Linked DNA regions of Mus musculus: regions 1, 2, 4, 5 and 6 are each linked to region 3. The links are chromatin contacts, called in public promoter capture Hi-C maps. All regions are on one chromosome and are shown on one strand. Each heading gives the region's core, a stretch centred on a gene start, on an enhancer-like site or on the middle of the called end of the contact. The rest is flanking DNA. Distances are from core to core; before and after follow the strand shown. Region 1 holds the start of Tbccd1 (TBCC domain containing 1). Region 2 holds the start of Eif4a2 (eukaryotic translation initiation factor 4A2). Region 3 holds the start of Eif4g1 (eukaryotic translation initiation factor 4, gamma 1). Region 4 holds the start of Dgcr6 (DiGeorge syndrome critical region gene 6). Region 5 holds the start of Septin5 (septin 5). Region 6 holds the start of Tango2 (transport and golgi organization 2).

Region 1 (2,827 bases), core at 183-2,682, 2.2 Mb after region 3:
ATTTAGGAATGCAATTTTGTTGTATACAGGAAAATGGATATAACTGGAGATAACTATCTTGTCTAGATGACTATCTTGTCTCAGAGAAACAAATACATGTTTTATCTCAATGTGTGGCTCCTAGATTTTATATAGGTACTTAAAATCACATATGTGTATATGGCAATGCCAAATCACCTAGAGAAACAAAAGGAATAACAGCACAGAGAGAAAAAGGTAAAAATATATACATTATACAGTTTGACTATACAAGAAAGTACCATATACAATGACTATACACAATGAAACATTTTTAAAAGGAAGGGAGTTGATTATTCTGGAACATGCTACGATATTTAATAGGTGAGGATATATATCATTAAATTAGACAGCTTTGTAAGTTACCATAGACTTGGCCTTTTACTTTGAGTGCAATGAAAAGCCACTAAAGGTTTTAAGCAGGAGAGGATGATTTGACATAGTTTTTAAAAAGCGGGAGTGCGCTGGGGATAGTTCAGTCCATAAAGCTTGCCACTTACTTGCCATACAAACAGGGGGTCTTGAATTCCGCCCATTGTAGCAACTGCAACAACAACGTCCTGGATTCCCAGCACTCAAGAGACAGAGACGGTTCTCGAGCTCCTGGGTCCACCAGCCTAGTCTAATCTGTGATCTCCAGGTTCCCTAGTGCGCTCCCGAGTGCACACAATCATAGGGTGGAGAGCAGAGGAACTTTAAAATAGTGTATCAAGATATGAAGTTTGGAGGCAGGGAGATCGGTTATGAGACCTTTGCAAGCAGGAGATAATTATGACTCAGAGGTGGAGCTATAGTGGACAAGCACACATTACGGTTCACTGATAAAAATCTGAATAGGTTATGCAGGAAGCTAAGCTGAGAAGCTGTCCTAAACAACTAGTTGTCTGAGGTAAACAAAACTGGAGAAAAGAGCAACCGATGAACAAGCTCTAGTGCCTTTTATTGATTGCATGCTTGCTGTGTGCAATTCTGCTAGGAAACTTGCAGGAAAAAAAAAAGTTTAATTAATTCCCAACACTGCCAGAGAACGCTTTGCCTTAGTTCTGTAGAAAACAGGTTCGAAAGTGGGGTGGAGATGGGGCTGCCTCACCGCTACGGAGTGCTGGAAGCCGAATCTTAACTTAAGTCGGTCTCTATGGCGGCGTCTCTACAAGGTACCAGGTCCCTCTTTTCCACGGTAGCGAGACTGTAATAAGTTAGTACTGGGAGAGCCTATCCCCAGGCAAGACGCCCCACGTACTTTGACACCTCCTGGGGTTGCACTTCGGTGAGCGCTCGCAAGTCACGTGTGCACATGGCGTAGCTTCCAGACTGGTAGTAAGACCTCTCTCAAGCAATTGGTCGGAATCGGGAAGGAGCCTCGCGATTGGTGGACATTCGGGTTTCCTACAGCAGCGCGCTCTTTCTCGGCTCCTAACTCTCTCCGGTTCTCAGCCGCTTCCGGGCGGCGCGAACCTCTGACGTTTTCTCTTCCCATTGGCCGGCGGACACGACGGCTGTTCTGCTGTCTGATTGGCTTCCCGCGCCGCCTCGGAGGTGAAGTGTACCGCGCTGATTGGCTGCGGAGTGGCGGCCGCGTGTGATGTCCCCGGCGGCGATTGGCCCACGCCTGGCTGCTCGCCGGCTCTGGGGCTCCCGGAAGGTGGCAGCTGAGGAAGGGGCGCGCTACCTGTCTCCGCGGCCGGGCAAGAGAGAGACCCCGGCGTGAGGCGGCCTCCCTGGGCCGGAAGGGCTGGTCAGCCGACGCAGCGGCACCGGAGGCTGAGAGGGTAGGACCAGGGGACGCCATGGCCCCGCAGAACCTGAGCACCTTCTGCCTGTTGCTGCTGTACCTCATCGGGACTGTGATCGCCGGGTGAGGAAGGGGGCTCCCGCGCGTGCAGCAAGAGGCCGAGGGGCGGCCCTTGCTGAGAAGGACGCGGGTGACATCGAGGAGTGAGGGAGGGGCACTGCCGGGTCGAGGGACAAGGGGGTAGTGTGGGCCAGGCTGGCGGTGCAGGGCCAGGTTTCCCCCAGGAAGAGCGGGGGTTGGTTGCAGAGCCAAATACCACGTTTGGGGATTGGAGGGAGTTAAGTGGCTGTGAGCAGAAGAAGGGAGGCGGACGTCTGAGGGATGAGGCTCTTGATGGAAATGAAGGAAGCGAGTGTCAAGCTGGGGTTGAGATTATAGATACGTCCTTGACGTCTGAGTTCCAGAGTGGGACTGTGGGTTACCCAGTTTGCAACAAGCCTCCAAAAGGCTGACACTAAAGTGGGTGGGCCATGATGCCATGTCAAATGAGGAGAGCAAGAAAGGAAGCCAAGCTCAGACTGAAGAAAGTTGGCTTGAGAGAGCAGCAAGACACTTTAGAGAGACCTTGTACTTCCCACCTTCTTGGGCTAACGAACCTGAACTGTCTTCTTGCCTCGCTGCCTCTCACCATGGTTCCTTCCTGAGCTGGATGGTCTGAGTGACAACAGTTCTCTAACAGGCGATAAAAACTGGGATTCTAGTCTCATGCCACTCTTAGGAATCCTACAAGCTTGAAGGAACTGTGTCAAGTTCCTGAAATCAGGGATAACTGTGCCAACTTTCAGGGAGAAAGAGCAGGCTTAAAGTTTCTCCCAGCATTTAAATGCATGCACGACCCTATAGATGTGGTGACTTAGGATATGGTATGTTGGACTTGTGTTCTAGAATGCCTTCACCCTCAATCCCTTCTTTGGGCTGATGAAAATAGGTGGGTCAGAACTCAAGGTCATTTTCAGCTATCGACTGAGTTCCAGATTTGCCTGGCCTATATCACATGCTATTTCAAATATATACATA
Region 2 (2,941 bases), core at 20-2,519, 2.4 Mb after region 3:
TGGCCTGAACCCTCTAAGACTTGCAGGGATCCACGAGCCTCCACTTCCTGAGTGCTAGGGTTAAAAGTCCATGTCACCACACCCGGTCTCTATTTTGTCATCATTTTGTAACAGTTTCTGACACAATAACTTCCAAATAAGTACAGGTTTTATTTTTGAGTAAGGATAGCACATAGGGCTGGCAAGATGATTCAATGCTGGCCTTAGGGCATGCTGACCTAAGTTCCATCCCCAGGACCCACTTGTGGGATCCAAGTAGTAGGAGACGAATCAACTCCTAAGAGTCGTCCGTTGACTTCCACGCGCTGAGGTGCACACTCAATAAATAAACAAATACAATTTAATCTAATTTAATCTTTTTAGAGCCAAATACTTTTCGTAAATTACCAAACTGAGCCTTTTCCTTCTCTGGTTAGTCAGTCTTTGGTCTTCTGAATTAATGAGAAAAATTTTTGAGTGTTCAGGATACTTTCATATTTTAAAATTCAAGGATTAAATATCTTATATTTTTTTGCAAGGGGCTCGAGTTGTGGCTGACTGGAAACGTCTAGGCTTATGCAGCCATGCAAGTTTATTACGAGCAATACGAACTATATTGTCTCAATTTCAGTAAGGCAATATTAGATGATTAAAATCGTTTTTGTTTTTTGTTTTTGTTTTGTTTTACCAGAAGAGACAATCAGCTCTTGAAGTGCTAGGGCTGAGTCTGCCAGAAGCACCCATTTACATTTCTGTGTTACAAAGAATGACAGGTCCTTTGCACAAGTTGGTAGTGATTCTATCAGTCATTTCTCGCACCTGTTAGGTTGAAATTATTAGCATTATTTTTTAAGCCAGAGCTGAAGACGACCGACCAGAAAGAGATGAAAATCGAATCACCACCCTAGGGACATCTGTTAATGATACTACACACTGTGCTTCTCGTCTTACAAAAATAGAACTGCAAACTGGATTTCCTAGGATGTGCTGGGTGGCCGACATTTTCCGTGGCAGGGGTTTCACACGTTCCAGATCTGAATGGATATTAAATGGCTGGGCGAAATGCCAGGTAGCCCTTTCCTGTCACATTAAACAGCAGTGAGAACGGGCGGGGTAACCCTATTCTGTTCCGGCACGGAACGCGGTGGCTCGGACCAAGGGCACGCTGACGCGCAGGTAGCCCGGAGCTGCGTCCTGGAGACGCCGCCCGCCAGCGAACAGCGCCACCGGCTTCCGCCCTAAGCGCCCAGGGCTCCGCCGGCCTCTGCGGCAGGGCCGCGGAAACCCCGTAGGAGCAGGGCGGCCGAGGAGCGCGGCGCGCGGTCGCGCTGCTGCAATATTCTTCCGCCGAAAGCAAAGAGTCCCAGACCCGTTCCCGATTCGTGGATCTCCGGGAACGCTGTAATACCAAGTAATAGTGAAATGTGGATTTTGTCATCGACTCCTGTAGGGCTTCACCTCCGGTAACAAACTCCAGGAGTACAATTTTGTGGCTTCCGAAAGGGGAATAAGGAAATTCCTCCGCGAGAAACGGGTTCCGGCCGCGAGCCTATAAAAAACGGGCGGCGCCGTCCGCCTGTCTTTTCAGTCGGGCGCTGAGTGGGTTTTCGGATCATGTCTGGTGGCTCCGCGGATTACAACAGGTACGGCGCTCCCGGGGCGGCCGGTGGCCTGTAGTCAAGGTCACTAGGACCCGCGTTGAGGTGGGTTGCTTGGCGGCCACACTGCAGGTATGCGGGCTTTTTCTTAGGGCACACACTTCTCCTTGTGCCCTTCGAGAAGCTTCCATGATGGTAAGACTCCAGATGTTGGGGAGACAGGACGGATACAAGAACGGAGTATTAAGGATGCCCTTTCTTAGGACACATTGTGACATCTTGGCTGCTGCCCCTCCCCGTACGGGATATGGCAAGCGGAGCCGTGGCGCAGACTGCTTAGGGGCGGGTAACCGGGACCCGAAGGTTTATTGGCGGCCAGTGGCGCGAGCTGGCGTTCTTAGGGTTCTGTCGAGATGGGAGATTGGACGGCCAGGGGACGATCACCCTGGACCGTGAAACGGAGCGACGGAGCCGTTGGCATGGACCTGCCTGGGCCTTTCGGCGTCAATCACGCCGGCTTGCGCAGAGTTAGGGGCGGAGCTCGGCGCGCGGAGCACTCGCGAGAGCTTCGCTTCCCAAGCGGGAGGGCCTGGTCCTAGGGCACTGAGTAAAGGGGCGTCTATACTTAGGGGTCCAAGTCCCAAGCTGTTGGGGAGGGCGAATGGCGCTTCGCAGCATTGCGGCCGGTTTTGAGGCGTTTTCAGCAGAGCACAGGGGCGCGGAGGGGAATGAGGTACGGGGTGGAAGGGCCCTTTAAGGGTCTCTGCGTGGCTTGGAAGCAGTATGTCTAACTGCAGTGTTGTTGTCAGCAGAGAACATGGCGGCCCAGAGGGAATGGACCCCGATGGTGTCATCGAGGTAAGGAGTGGGTGTGGACGTTAAAGGTTTGGAAAGGTACATTTTTTTTTCATGTCTTATTCATAGTTTCATTATTAACTTACAGAGCAACTGGAATGAAATTGTTGATAACTTTGATGATATGAATTTAAAGGAGTCCCTTCTTCGAGGCATCTATGCATATGGTTTTGAGAAGCCTTCAGCTATTCAGCAAAGAGCTATTATCCCTTGTATTAAAGGTAAAACTCTATTGCCGTTAGGATAAGTGCTCTGCACATACATGGACCGGAAAAGGGAAAGTGACCTTTGGGGAAGTACTAGCACCTGATTGTATTCCTTAAAGTGAAATGATGGCAAATCATCTTTCGGGACTGACCTGAAATGAAGAGAATACTCTTGCTGATCACTTATGTGGGCGTAACTTTATGTTCCAACTGGAATACATGGTGTATAGTAGAAGTAACGATTTGATGTGGGATCGGTAAATATGTATCCTACTTTTTTTAGGGTATGATGTGATTGCTCAA
Region 3 (3,059 bases), core at 12-2,511:
AGGCTCTGCTACCTAACTAAATGCTCAAATGCTCAGTTCAATAGAGTACAACTCTTTTTTTTTTTTTTTGGTTTTTCCAGACAGGGTTTTTCTGTAGCCCTGGCTCTCCTGGAACTCACTCTGTAGACCAGGCTAGCCTCAAACTCAGAAATCCACCTGCCTCTACCTCCCAAGTGATGGGATTAAAGGCGTGCACCACCACAGCCTGGCTATTTTTTTTGTTTTTCGAGACAGGGTTTCTCTGTGTAACCCTAGCTGTCCTGAATTAGCTCTCTACACTAGTCTAGCCCTTAATTCACAGAGATTCTCCTGCCTATGCCCCTGGAGTACTAGGATTAAAGGTGTGGACTACCACCACCCAGTTCAAATTTTCCTATTTTTAAAATTTAAATATTTACGTGTATGAATGTTTTGTTTTCATATGTCTGTGCACTACATGCATATGTGGTGCCTTTAGAGGGCAAAAGAGGGCAGAATTCTAACGAATCAGAGTTACACACAGACATGAACTGCCTTATGGGTTATGGGAAGTAAACCCAGATCCTCTTGAAGAGCAGGCAATAAAGAGCAACCAGTGCGCCAACCATTGAACCATCTCAGAAATCTTCAAGATGTGGTCTCTCTGTAACTCTGGCCGTCCTGGAGCTTGCTTTGTAGATCAGGCTGGCCTTGAACTCAGAGATCTACCTGCCTATCTTTCTGGAATGCTGAGATTAAAGGCGTGGCTCGCCACTGCCTGGTGACATTTCCCTACTTTAAAGCTTATGGTAACTGATTCCCTGCCTTAGCCAGTCAGCACACGTACAGCTTTGGGATTCCTTTTTCCATTATTCCAAAGTTTTCATGTTGACTTTTGCGTTTCCCTAGGAGCAACTGATTTTTTTAAAAAAACAAAAGTAAAATTGCTTCTTTAGATTGCGGCAGTTTCTTTGGTGCAATATTGAATTTCCTTTGTTAATAGGTCTATCAAAGATCAAATCTATAGCATTTTCAGAGGCTGCATAATTTGCACACTACACTTACTAGGGCAGGACTGCTTTTTAGATTCCGCACTCTGAGCTCCAGGCCGGCACTTCACTTAGCACTCACGCGCTCAATAAATGCTTGCGCAAAGTATGAATGAACTAAAGAACCGCCAGAGCCTCAGAGGGGGTCGGCCTGGGAGTTCCAAAGTTCGGGAGGGGACACGGGGGCGGGCAGTGGGTGTCACGTGATGGGGCGGAGCAAATCCCATGTGCTTCCCCGGCGCCAGCGCAGCTCCGCCCTCTGCGCCGGTCACGTGGGGCGCTGGCTGCGCCTGCGGAGAAGCGGTGGCCGCCGAGCGGGATCTGTGCGGGGAGCCGGAAATGGTTGTGGACTACGTCTGTGCGGCTGCGTGGGGCTCGGCCGCGCGGACTGAAGGAGACTGAAGGTAAAGCCGCCATGTCCGGGCCCGACCCGGCCCCCCACCCCTCCCCCCGCATCCGCCGCCATCCGGGCCGGGGCCCGCCACCCTGCGCCGACGCCCCGGCGCCCCGGCTCCGAGCCTGCGCCCAGGCCCTACTCGCCAGGCCGATCCCCGGCCCACGTGTGCCGGGCCGGGCCCGGGTGGGGGTGGGGAGCAGGGCCCGGGCGGGGAGGGCGCTGGGGTGGCGGCGAGACAGTCACCTCCGCCCGGCCTGGGCCGCGGCCCGGCGCAGGCTGTGCGGCGCAAACCCGCCACCCCCTCCCCCTGCGGGGCCCGGGCGGCCGCCGGGAAGTGACACGTTGTTCTTTGGCACTGGCCGCGTTGCGCAGAGCTGGGAGGCGGCGGCGGCGGGCAGGGAGGAGCCCCCAGCCCCGCCCGGCGGCCGACCCTCGCCTGCCCCGAGCCGGCTTTCGCGGCGGTCGCCGCCCGCCCTGCTGGTGCGGCCGGACTCGCGCCCTTCCTGGCTTGTGTTCCCGGGCGGCCTCAGGCCTCTCCGGCCCCGCGCGAGTGCCCCGCGGCAGGCTTCGAACCCGGTGTCCCCGGGTGGGGGGTGGGGATATCACGGCCGGAGCAGCCGGCTTCATTTGTGATCCGGGAGCCTGGTGCCAGCAAGACCTGGAATTTCCGGTCTGGTTGGTCTTGGGCCCCGTGGAGCCAGGTTGATACCCCTCACCTCCCAACCCCAGGCCTTCGGATGCCCAGAACCTGTAGGCCGCACTGTGGACTTATTCTTAACCGAGGGGGTGAGTGAGGGGGCTGTTTGAGCAGGCAAGGGTGGGGTCAGGGTGTTGCAGTGTGCTGGTGGGGTCCTCAGGCTGTATGTTTTCTGTTTCTGCATTCACTTGGCACCTCCCTTAATCCGTGTTGGCCCTAGCTCTTGATACAACCTTTCCCCCAGCCCGTTTGCCATAAGCTTGGGTCCTTTCCTCGTTCCGAGCTCTGCTCTTTCCAACAGGTGCTGGGGGGACCCTAATGTGGCACCAAATGAAATGAACAAAGCTCCCCAGCCCACAGGCCCCCCACCCGCCAGGTCCCCTGGACTCCCACAGGTAATCAAGGCTAAATGATCAGGACTCCGGCGGGGTGGAGGTCACGCAGCTCCCAGTTTTCCCACCCCCATCTGTGTCAGGGCAAAGTGCAGCTGCCTGCTGCCAAATTGAGATAGGGCCCCTGGCTGTCCCTGGGGCTGTCACAGGGAGGGAACATGTGGACTGCTGAGGCTGTTACTACAGGTCTGCTCCCCATACTTCACCAGCTTGGGTTTAAGCCCCACCCAGGCTTCCCCTCTTGCTGAACTCTGGTCTCTCCCCTTCAGCCAGCGTTTCCCCCGGGGCAGACTGCACCGGTGGTGTTTAGCACGCCTCAAGCGACACAAATGAACACGCCTTCTCAGCCCCGCCAGGTGAGGGACTGTGGCTTGAGTAGGCTTGGGTGGGAACTGGGAAAATGAGCTGCTGGTTTGGGGCTAGTATGGGAACTATGGACACTGTATACTTGCCCCTCCATTCCTTGACAGTTGCTCTGAGTTCTTACGTGCTGTTAGTTACTTAGGGTGGCTGACCCTCTGTGAAGTTCGTAGAGTGTGAGAGTGGTGTTACTGGGGTCTTTGAGC
Region 4 (2,700 bases), core at 159-2,658, 2.6 Mb before region 3:
TTAAATTACAGTTACTTTGGAGTATATTTATTCATGCAAATTATTTCTCCATGCACAGGTGTTTCAGAGGCTTTTCTATTGCTGCGAGGACACCATGAACAAGGCAACTTACAGAAGGGTTTGTTGGGGGTCTTACAGCTTCAGAAGGTGACTCCAGGACCACCATGGTAGAGAGCATGGCACCAGCCAGGTAGGCAGGTATGGCCCTGGGGAAGTAGCTGATAGCTTATATCTTAATTCAAAAGCATGAGGTGGTGCTGGTAGTGATGAGACAAGAGAAAGAGACAGACAGACAGACAGACAGACAGACAGACACACTCACACAGAGAGACAGAGAGTCAGAAAGAGACAGACAGAGACACAGAGAGAGAGAGAGACAAAGAGAGACACAGAGACAGAGGTAGAGAGACATACAGAGACAGACATACAGAGACAGACAGACAGACAGAGAATGTATGGATGGTGTATGTTTTAAAATCTCAAAACCAGCCCTCAGTGACACTCTTTCTCCAATAAAGCCACACCTCCTAATCCTTCCTTAGTAATTCCACCAACTGGGGACCAAGTTTCCAAATATCTGAGGCTATGGGGTCATTTGCATTCAAACTTCACAAGGTTTCTTCACTGTAATTTATGTTACCCAGATCTGAATTCACTACTTCAGAGCTTATCGTGGCAAAAGGGAAAACAAAAAGAAAGTAACCAGGATGATTCAACAGAGTTATATTTTTAAAATAGTAATAAAAGGGAAAAAGATGGCACATCAGGGAATGTAATTTTTATTTAAAAAAACGCTGTAGGAAGGTGTCATTTCTCTTATTCATGCTGCAAACTAAATTATGAATGTGGACACTGTCAGGGGCTGGGGCTGGCTCAGTAGGTAAAGGACTGTTGAGCCAGCATGAATTCAACTTCACAAGACTCTTTTCTCATCTACTCTCCACTTCCAGGCAGTCGCTGAGGTTTCCTTGTGGGGGTGGGGTATCCTTTAACGCTAATAAAATTGTCCTAAAGTCTTTTATTAATGAGAATAAGAACCCTAAAGAGAAGCTGGCTCTCCTCCGTACTGTTTTCCTGAGGTCCCCCAGGGTGGATCACAACCCGCTGGGAGTGTCCAGCTTCCAGTGGCCTCAGTCTGCGCACACTAGGCGCAGGCCAGACTGGCTTCTTTAAAACACCCAGCAGGCCAGAGTTGCTTCTTTAAAACACCAGAATGCAGAGCCCTGGGCGCGCACCTCCAAGGTCAGCACCACTTGGGAGCTCAGCGAGCCCCTATTTCTTCTCCCTAGGACAAAGCGCTTACAAGCAGTCTCCCTGGTGGGTGGAGCGCGTCTTATTGTGCCTGACGCACCACGGTGAACGGCCGGAGACCGACCGGAGGGGCGGGGCGCATGCGTCGTTCGCGCTGGAGAATGACGTGAGGGGGCGGGGCGCGCCGGGGCACCCTAGGAGACCGAGTAGAGGGGCGGCGGGGGACCGCGCGGTAAACCGCGCGATGGACCGCTATGCGGCCGCCGGGGATGAGGCGGCGGATCGGGCCCGGCAGCAGGAGCGGCACTACCAGCTGCTGTCAGCACTACAGAGCCTGGTCAAGGAGCTGCCCAGGTGCGCGGCGACGGGCGGCGGGAGGACCGGGGCCGGGGCCGGGGCCGGAGCCGGGGCCAGGGCCGCGGCCGCGCTCACCCGGCGATCTACCCGCAGCTCCTTTCAGCAGCGCCTGTCCTACACCACGCTCAGCGACTTGGCCCTGGCGCTGCTCGACGGAACGGTGTTTGAAATCGTGCAGGGTCTTCTGGAGATTCAGCACCTCACTGAGAAGAGCCTCTACAACCAGAGACTGCGGCTGCAGAACGAACACCGAGGTGCAGGGGGCGACGGGACCTTCCCTAGGGCGTCCCTAGCCGCGGGAGCCTCGGGTCAGGGGGTGCAGAGCCATGCTGATCCTTTTAGTCTGCTGTCCAGAAACTTCTTACTCGCGTTCCCTAGAGTACCCACATCCTCCTAGGCTTGATGGACCTCGCTGCTTGTAGGTCTGTTGATAGCTGTGTGCTACCACAGAGATAATCCATTATTCCAGCACCTTCCCATTGAGTATCAGGCTTGATCACCTCCTCCTATAAATTATACTAGGCATCTTCCGTTGTACCATCAGATCTCCTTTCCATTTTATTTGTTCAAGCTTGACTCGGTTCAAACATTTTAGGAAAGAATAGTGTGACGATGTCCCCATGCTACGTTATAGATCTTTGGGCTTTGTTATTGCTTTGGATTTTGAAACTGAGGACTGAACCCAGGGCTTCTCACCTGCTAAGCAGGTTTTCTATATTGGGCTACATTTACATGCAAACATACTCTGCCTTTCTGGCAATGCCTGTGTGCTGCCAGACAGGATTTTCCCATTAGAGATAGGTGTTGGATTTTGTTGAAATCTTTTGCAGTTCCTGTGGAGATGATCAGATGGTTTTGCTGTTACTCTCGTGAGACATTGATTTCTAAATCCCAGAAAGGAATTGTATTCTAGGAATGCATCTTGTAATATTTGTGTGGGGATGAAGGTAATGCCTCAGAATGTGTTGAGAAGTCTCTTGTTCTCCGAGAGCTTTAGTTCTTCACCAAATGTTTGAGTGGCTGTGCTTTTTCTTTTTTTTTTTTTTTTTTTTAATAATTTTTTTTTTTAGATTTATTTATTTATTATATGTA
Region 5 (2,752 bases), core at 160-2,659, 2.0 Mb before region 3:
GGATGGTGCTAAGCAGCAAGTACCCCAGCCAGGTGACTTGGAAGACCTTCCAGAGGCCCAGGAGAAGCCTAGGTCCTTGCCTTCCTAGCCTCTGGCCCCCCTCTCCCTTACACAATAGCATGTGTCCCCATCGGGCTTTGTCTGGCTTACTGGGATGGGGAGGCAGTTCTCCTGGGGGAGCCCCTCCCAGTGAGTCTCATCAGCCTTGGGCGGGGCATGTCCCTGCCAGGAGACTGTGACTCTCCGGCTCACCCCATCTGCCAGCTGCTTTTGCTCTGTCTGATGATGTACTCTGGTCTAGTACTCTGGAGTCCAATGCTAGGCGAGAACACCCATCCCCAGCAAGGCTTGCTGAAGCCTTCTGGTGTCAGAATTGGGCCTCCCCCACCCCATCTTCAAACAGGGCCTAGCTCAAGCCACAGAGGACATCCCTTTGGTCACCCACTTCCACAGCACTCTGGTTTCACAACCCTCAGCTCCTTTGGATTTTCACAGGTTACCCGGTAGGCTGGTACTTTCCCTGGGGTGGGGAAATCAGGCTAGCCCCCCTCTGGAAGGCCACAGCCTGGCTGTACTCAAGGTTTGGAGGGCTAGTGCTAGGATGACTCAGATGGGGAGCCTTGCAAGTTCCAGGTCTTGGAAGATGCTCTGCCAAAGACTAGTGAGCATAAATTTAGGCACAGAAGAGAGACACCCAAAGGTGCATGGGCATGAAGCAGAGGCCCCATGGTATTGCTCAGGAGACTGGTGGGCCCCCCCCCCCATTCCTGGCCTGTCATAACTACAGCCTCACCCAGGACCCCCAGCACGAGGCCTTCCGGTCAGGTTAAAAAGGGGATGCTGGCCCTGGACTAGAGGAGAGAGGCCCTTATCCCAGCCTCCCTTTCTGGGGAGGTGCCTAGGCCGCTGCTATACAGGTCAGGGAACCAAGCGCAGTGCCTACACTTCCCCTCCGTAGCCCCAGGAGCAGCGGCGCTGCCCCTACAGACAATCGATTAACGCCAAAGGACTGGGTGACGGCCGGCGGGGGCGGGGTCACGCCTGGGCGCCACCAGCATCGGTGCCACAATGGGTGACAGCCGGTCCGATCTCACCACCGGCCGAGCGGCGCAACGCCAGTACCTGTTTGTCCTCTGCATGGTCCGGGTCGTGATCCGGGTCCGGGCGGGTCCGGGAGGGTCCGGGCCGGCGGGCAGGGGAGAGACGGAGACAGACGGTGAGAGGCGGGCGGGCGGCGGGGACAAAGGAGCGCGGGCACGCGGACAGGCTCTGGGCTCACCTGGGGTCGCCAGCTTGCTTTTGTACCGCAGTCCTGTGCTCATGGTGGCCGCCGGCGGGGGACGTGTGGCGGCGGGCGCGCGGGCGGGGCGCGGCGACCAGCGGTGGAGGCCGAGGCCGGCTGAGGGGTGACCCGCCCCTCCGCGCCGCCACCACCCGCCCCGCCCGCGCGCCCGCCAGCCAATCGGCGCCCGCCGCGCCCACGCGCGACCCGGAGAGGCCGGTGGGGGCGGGGACTGAGGCGTCCCGCTGTGGTTCCCCCCAGGCCTTTGGTTCTCCCGGCCGCGCGAGTGCAGCCGGGCTATTCCCACGGCTTCGTCCGGAACGCCCCCTCCCCTTCCTGTCATCTAGCCCAGGCCTAGACTCTGTTCTCCCTTGGCTGTCGCTGGAAGCCGGTTGGTTCCTGGGCCTCTGACCTTCCATCGAGTGGCCATTCTATAAAGCATGTCCCAGGACTGTGCTTCATGCAGCCGATGAATGAGTTCAGGTGATATAAAGACCCCTTTTTCACCCCATCAAGAAGCATTTGGAAGGGGCAGACCTGGAGCCCTACCCTTGGTACATTGAGCACAAGTCCAGAACCCGAGCTCTCCTGCAGTCTGCTGGGTGCTAGGCATTCTACACTGGACACACACAAACGCCTGGGCAAGATGGAAAGCACACGGCAGGCAGGGTGTGGTTGTAAGATGGGAGTACTTGAGGTGTATGGCTAGAAGGACACAATCCGAAGGCCACCTTAGCCCTCCTTGCTCCAGCTCTGGTCCCGGTTTTCTGTGATCTGTGCTCTCCCCAGCTACCCCCCTGGAGAGGGGTTGAAGGGGGCTGAGGGACACATAAAGACAAGTCCATGCTCAGAGCCACATTTATGCATGAAGATGCTGTGACTCTGAATCTTCAAAAAGTTGATAGGACTAAGTGACCCACGGTGTGAATAACTTCTGTGTTACTGTCACATCCCAGGTGGTGGCTTAAACCTCACCAGAGAGTCTGTGACCAGGGTAGGGATGTTCCATTGTCCAAATCTTTCTTCTACAGCCTAAGGATCAGATGGGGCATATGACACACTGTGGTGCATCTTTGGGATCTAGAGAGGGCACTCACACGTGATCAAGTGCTAATCATTTTGTGTATAAAACAATGTAGAAGTAAAAGTGTCTACACATCTCTTAGGTTTGGCTTCACCAGTGACTTTTTTCATGGCGTTCTTGGGGGAATTTGGAACTCTGTTAGAGGAATATGTGCAGTCTGAGGCAGGGACAGAAACACAATGTCAGGACTTCTGAGCTTGCCAGTTCTGAGTCTGGAGAAACCCACGAAGGAAAGCTAGGACATTAAGCCTGAGCTGACTGTTACTGTCACTCCAACGGCAGAAACAAAGTGGGGGGAAAAGGAAGTATCTTCCCTGGGGCACTGATGGGAGGGACACTCCTGGTCTCCTCTAGTTAGGGGGTTGTGCTTGGCTGCCTTGGCCCGG
Region 6 (3,051 bases), core at 277-2,776, 2.3 Mb before region 3:
ATGCATCAGAGAAGCGGAGAAGCTCCGAGCCCAAGCTCTGAAGTATGTTTTACTTTTTTCTTTTGGGCACCTCTTTTGTGCCTAATCTTCATACTTAAGCCTCTATTTAAATATCTTTAACACAATCTCCAACTCTGCTTCCTAAACTGGCTAGCCTGGAATTCTTTTCATCATCAAAGCCTGGTGTGATCTGAGACTAGGTCCTTAAAACTAGGGGAAATTCTCAGGCTGCTGACTTGACAGCTGGGAGCTGGGCCCCTCTGCCATGTGTCCCCCAAACACTTAAAGTAAAATAAAGACACAAAAGTAAAATGAAAATGTGGGATTGGGGACCATGTGGGGGAACCTGAAGAGATGTGAGCACCACAGCATCTCACATCCCAGCAGCAACACTAGGAATCTGGAGGAGGGGCAGAGGCTCTGTTCTATCTGGGAACAGTCACCCTCTCCAGCAGACCACATGACCCAGGAGGTCTCAGGGAAAGGGGAAGAAGCACGGGCCTGGAAGCCAATCACCCTGGCTTGCAGCAGCCTTGGAAACACATGCCTCCTTGGCTAGAGTTTACTTCACTATGTACAAGGTTGGACTAATGAAACTACCTTAAAAAATTGTCTAGAGGACATGTCTCTCACCTGTCCCTTATAGCTGTCACATCTACCCCATAGAAGATGGCTGAGCTTAGTAGTGGCAAAACGGTAGTCAGCAGGCCCAGACAGCAGACAGGTCTGCTGAGCAAGGCATTTGCAAGGGCATAGGGTGCACTCTAAAGACATGACTTATCGGGCAGAAGGAAACATAGGAAAGATGCTGAGGGTACATGGATGGATCTCAACATCAGGGCCTCCTTGTCCACTGTCCAAGAGGCAAACAAGCAAAACCTCAGCTGCCAATGAGCCTAGAGTGGGGCCAGACCTGGCCTGGATGCAGCCTACACGCAATGTCCTCCCGTTCTGAGCAAGGGTTCACTACGCCAGCCCAGTAAAGCCCATATCAGGCATAAGAATGACCCAGCACTTGCTGTCTACTCTGACATTCTGTGAAGCCCAAGGCCCCATCGGAGGTTTCAGAGTGAGAGGGGCGACATGACTAGGCTCCAGAGTAATTCTTGACACTGGAGACTGCAGCCCTTCACCCTGCAACAACCATGCAGCTCTCTGTCCCGCCAATCTAGCCTCTTACACAGCAAGTCTGCCCCTGCTGCCGAGACCCTTCCCCGCACCCAATCCTGACAGGGATAAATAGAAACATCTTCCAGTACCGTGAGGGTTTTGCTTTCAATTATCAGAGACAGTCTGGTCTGGTCTGTCAGACTAGAGTCCCGAACCAGCAGGCCGTTTAGTTTCCATTTAATGCCTTGGAAAGGGAAAACTGAATTATGACGAGAAGGGGCGGACCGCCTCGTCCTCGACCAACCTGATCCAGACCGCGTTCCAGGAGCCCGGCGCCCGACCTTGGGTCAGCCCCGCCAGGAGCGCAGCCCGCTAGCCCCAGCCACCCGCTGCACACTCACCGCCTCCGCCGCCGCCGACTTCCGGGTGCCGCACCCGCGGGCTTTAGCCTCCAGCCCAGAACCCGCCCGGCCCGCCTCCAGAGCGCTCGCTATTGGGCGCAGCAGCGAAGGGCGGAGCATCGAACCCAGAACCGCGGCCTTGTTGGCCGTATGTGCTGTCGCTTAGAGATATAGCGCTCCGCCCCCGCAGCTGCACCAAGACTGGAGATGCACCAAGGCTGGCGATGCACCAAGGCTGGAGCTGTGTGGGCATCTGGTCCTTTCATGCAGCCACAGCTCCTCAGCCTGTGGGTTATCTCTGTGAGACCCTGCACCCCGCCCGGTTCAGGCGCTGGACCCACCTCCACCCCCTTTAGACAAAGTCCTGGTCTTTATCTCTAGACCATATCATCTGTCCCAGATAGCCCTCCCCTCCCTTTGTCGCCTCCAAGTCTTACTAGACTGCCTGTATCCTTGGCCTCTGACTTCTCATCTATTGTATTCCCTGCACTAAAAAACAACACAGAACACGGACTTCTGCTCCACCGTGCCTTCCATAGTCCTTAAGAAGTCACAGAGGCTGTTCTGTGAGTCCAGACCCCCAAGGATGAGGAATTTACCATGCTTGAGCTATGTTTGGACAATGACTGGGACATTTAGAACAGGGCCAGGACAATCACTGGGGGCTTCCTGTACCTGTTAATATCAGGTTGTGTAAGGGGCTTGAGCATCCATCGCTAAGGTGGAGGGAGCATCAGAGGTCCTCCCCAAAGTGAGTACTCAGTACAAGGATCACAACCACATTAAAGACAATGATACTGTACTACAGACTCTCAACCCAGTTGACTTGATACCCAGTTCTCATTCACTCCACTTGAGAGATGTAAATATAATTGCTCAGAGCAGTTAAGCTATTCACTTGAAGTAAAATAAAGGGCTAGCAAGATAGCTGCCTGGGTATAGATGCTCGCTGTCAAACCTGGCCACCTGTGTTCCATCCTTGGGATCCACATGGTGGAAGGAGAGATCTGTGTCCTTTATGTTGTTCTCTGATCACCACATGTGCATTGTGGTATATACTCACAAAATAAAATGTAATTGATTTAAAAAAAAAATGCCGGGCTGGTGAGATGGCTCAGTTGGTAAGAGCACCCGACTGCTCTTCCAAAGGTCCGAAGTTCAAATCCCAGCAACTACATGGTGGCTCACAACCATCCGTAATGAGATCTGACTTCTGGAGTGTTTGAAGGCAGCTACAGTGTACTTACATATAATAAAAAAAAAATAAATAAATCTAAAAAAAAAAAAAAAAAAAAATGCCAAGTGGCATTAGCTGCCTGGACGATCTAGGTGCCATGGTCCCAAACTTCAATGCTGATGTTTTGCAGAAAACTGGAACTCAGAGAGGCGAAAGCAAGGCTGTAGCCAGACCCAGTCACAGCTCTGCCCTCTCTCACACAGCCTCACCAGCATTCCTCCTGAGAACTAAAGGAAATCATTTGCAAACATGACCAGACTCCGGAGACTATGACTCCTGGCCAGCAGGTGGCAGACCTAGCTA

What was found. Promoter capture Hi-C pulls out the DNA fragments that hold promoters and counts their contacts.
Region 1: a promoter capture Hi-C map of liver shows a contact between it and region 3, with 3 times the contacts expected there. The contact joins the promoter of Tbccd1 here to the promoter of Eif4g1 in region 3. A contact is called at or near these places in 3 of 39 promoter capture datasets (liver and pre-B cells).
Region 2: a contact with region 3 is called in a promoter capture Hi-C map of pre-B cells, with 4 times the contacts expected there. The contact joins the promoter of Eif4a2 here to the promoter of Eif4g1 in region 3. A contact is called at or near these places in 3 of 39 promoter capture datasets (the C10 cell line, cranial neural crest and pre-B cells) and 1 of 115 datasets of contacts at active chromatin or transcription factors (thymic regulatory T cells).
Region 4: a promoter capture Hi-C map of liver shows a contact between it and region 3, with 3 times the contacts expected there. The contact joins the promoter of Dgcr6 here to the promoter of Eif4g1 in region 3. A contact is called at or near these places in 3 of 39 promoter capture datasets (hippocampal neurons, liver and pre-B cells), 1 of 115 datasets of contacts at active chromatin or transcription factors (astrocytes) and 1 of 9 other capture datasets (adipose tissue).
Region 5: a promoter capture Hi-C map of pre-B cells shows a contact between it and region 3, with 6 times the contacts expected there. The contact joins the promoter of Septin5 here to the promoter of Eif4g1 in region 3. A contact is called at or near these places in 2 of 39 promoter capture datasets (cranial neural crest and pre-B cells).
Region 6: a contact with region 3 is called in a promoter capture Hi-C map of liver, with 4 times the contacts expected there. The contact joins the promoter of Tango2 here to the promoter of Eif4g1 in region 3. A contact is called at or near these places in 2 of 39 promoter capture datasets (liver and pre-B cells).

The regions. Positions count from the first base shown.
Region 1 is chr16:22,856,237-22,859,063 of GRCm38.p6, forward strand. Tbccd1 (TBCC domain containing 1) reads right to left here and starts at 1,433. Exons shown (of 8, transcript NM_001081368.2): 1 at 1,109-1,433. Dnajb11 (DnaJ heat shock protein family (Hsp40) member B11) reads left to right here and starts at 1,609. Exons shown (of 10, transcript NM_001190804.1): 1 at 1,609-1,873. The coding sequence starts at 1,806.
Region 2 is chr16:23,106,199-23,109,139 of GRCm38.p6, forward strand. Eif4a2 (eukaryotic translation initiation factor 4A2) reads left to right here and starts at 1,270. Exons shown (of 11, transcript NM_013506.3): 1 at 1,270-1,622; 2 at 2,390-2,435; 3 at 2,521-2,653; 4 at 2,922-2,941. The coding sequence starts at 1,594. Snord2 (small nucleolar RNA, C/D box 2) reads left to right here and starts at 2,755; the gene lies at 2,755-2,822.
Region 3 is chr16:20,671,466-20,674,524 of GRCm38.p6, forward strand. Eif4g1 (eukaryotic translation initiation factor 4, gamma 1) reads left to right here and starts at 1,262. Exons shown (of 33, transcript NM_145941.3): 1 at 1,262-1,411; 2 at 2,403-2,496; 3 at 2,763-2,849. The coding sequence starts at 2,437.
Region 4 is chr16:18,064,995-18,067,694 of GRCm38.p6, forward strand. Dgcr6 (DiGeorge syndrome critical region gene 6) reads left to right here and starts at 1,409. Exons shown (of 5, transcript NM_001289814.1): 1 at 1,409-1,605; 2 at 1,702-1,862. The coding sequence starts at 1,496.
Region 5 is chr16:18,628,529-18,631,280 of GRCm38.p6, forward strand. Septin5 (septin 5) reads right to left here and starts at 1,410. Exons shown (of 12, transcript NM_213614.2): 1 at 1,280-1,410; 2 at 1,123-1,133. The coding sequence starts at 1,322.
Region 6 is chr16:18,342,384-18,345,434 of GRCm38.p6, forward strand. Tango2 (transport and golgi organization 2) reads right to left here and starts at 1,527. Exons shown (of 9, transcript NM_001359109.1): 1 at 1,415-1,527.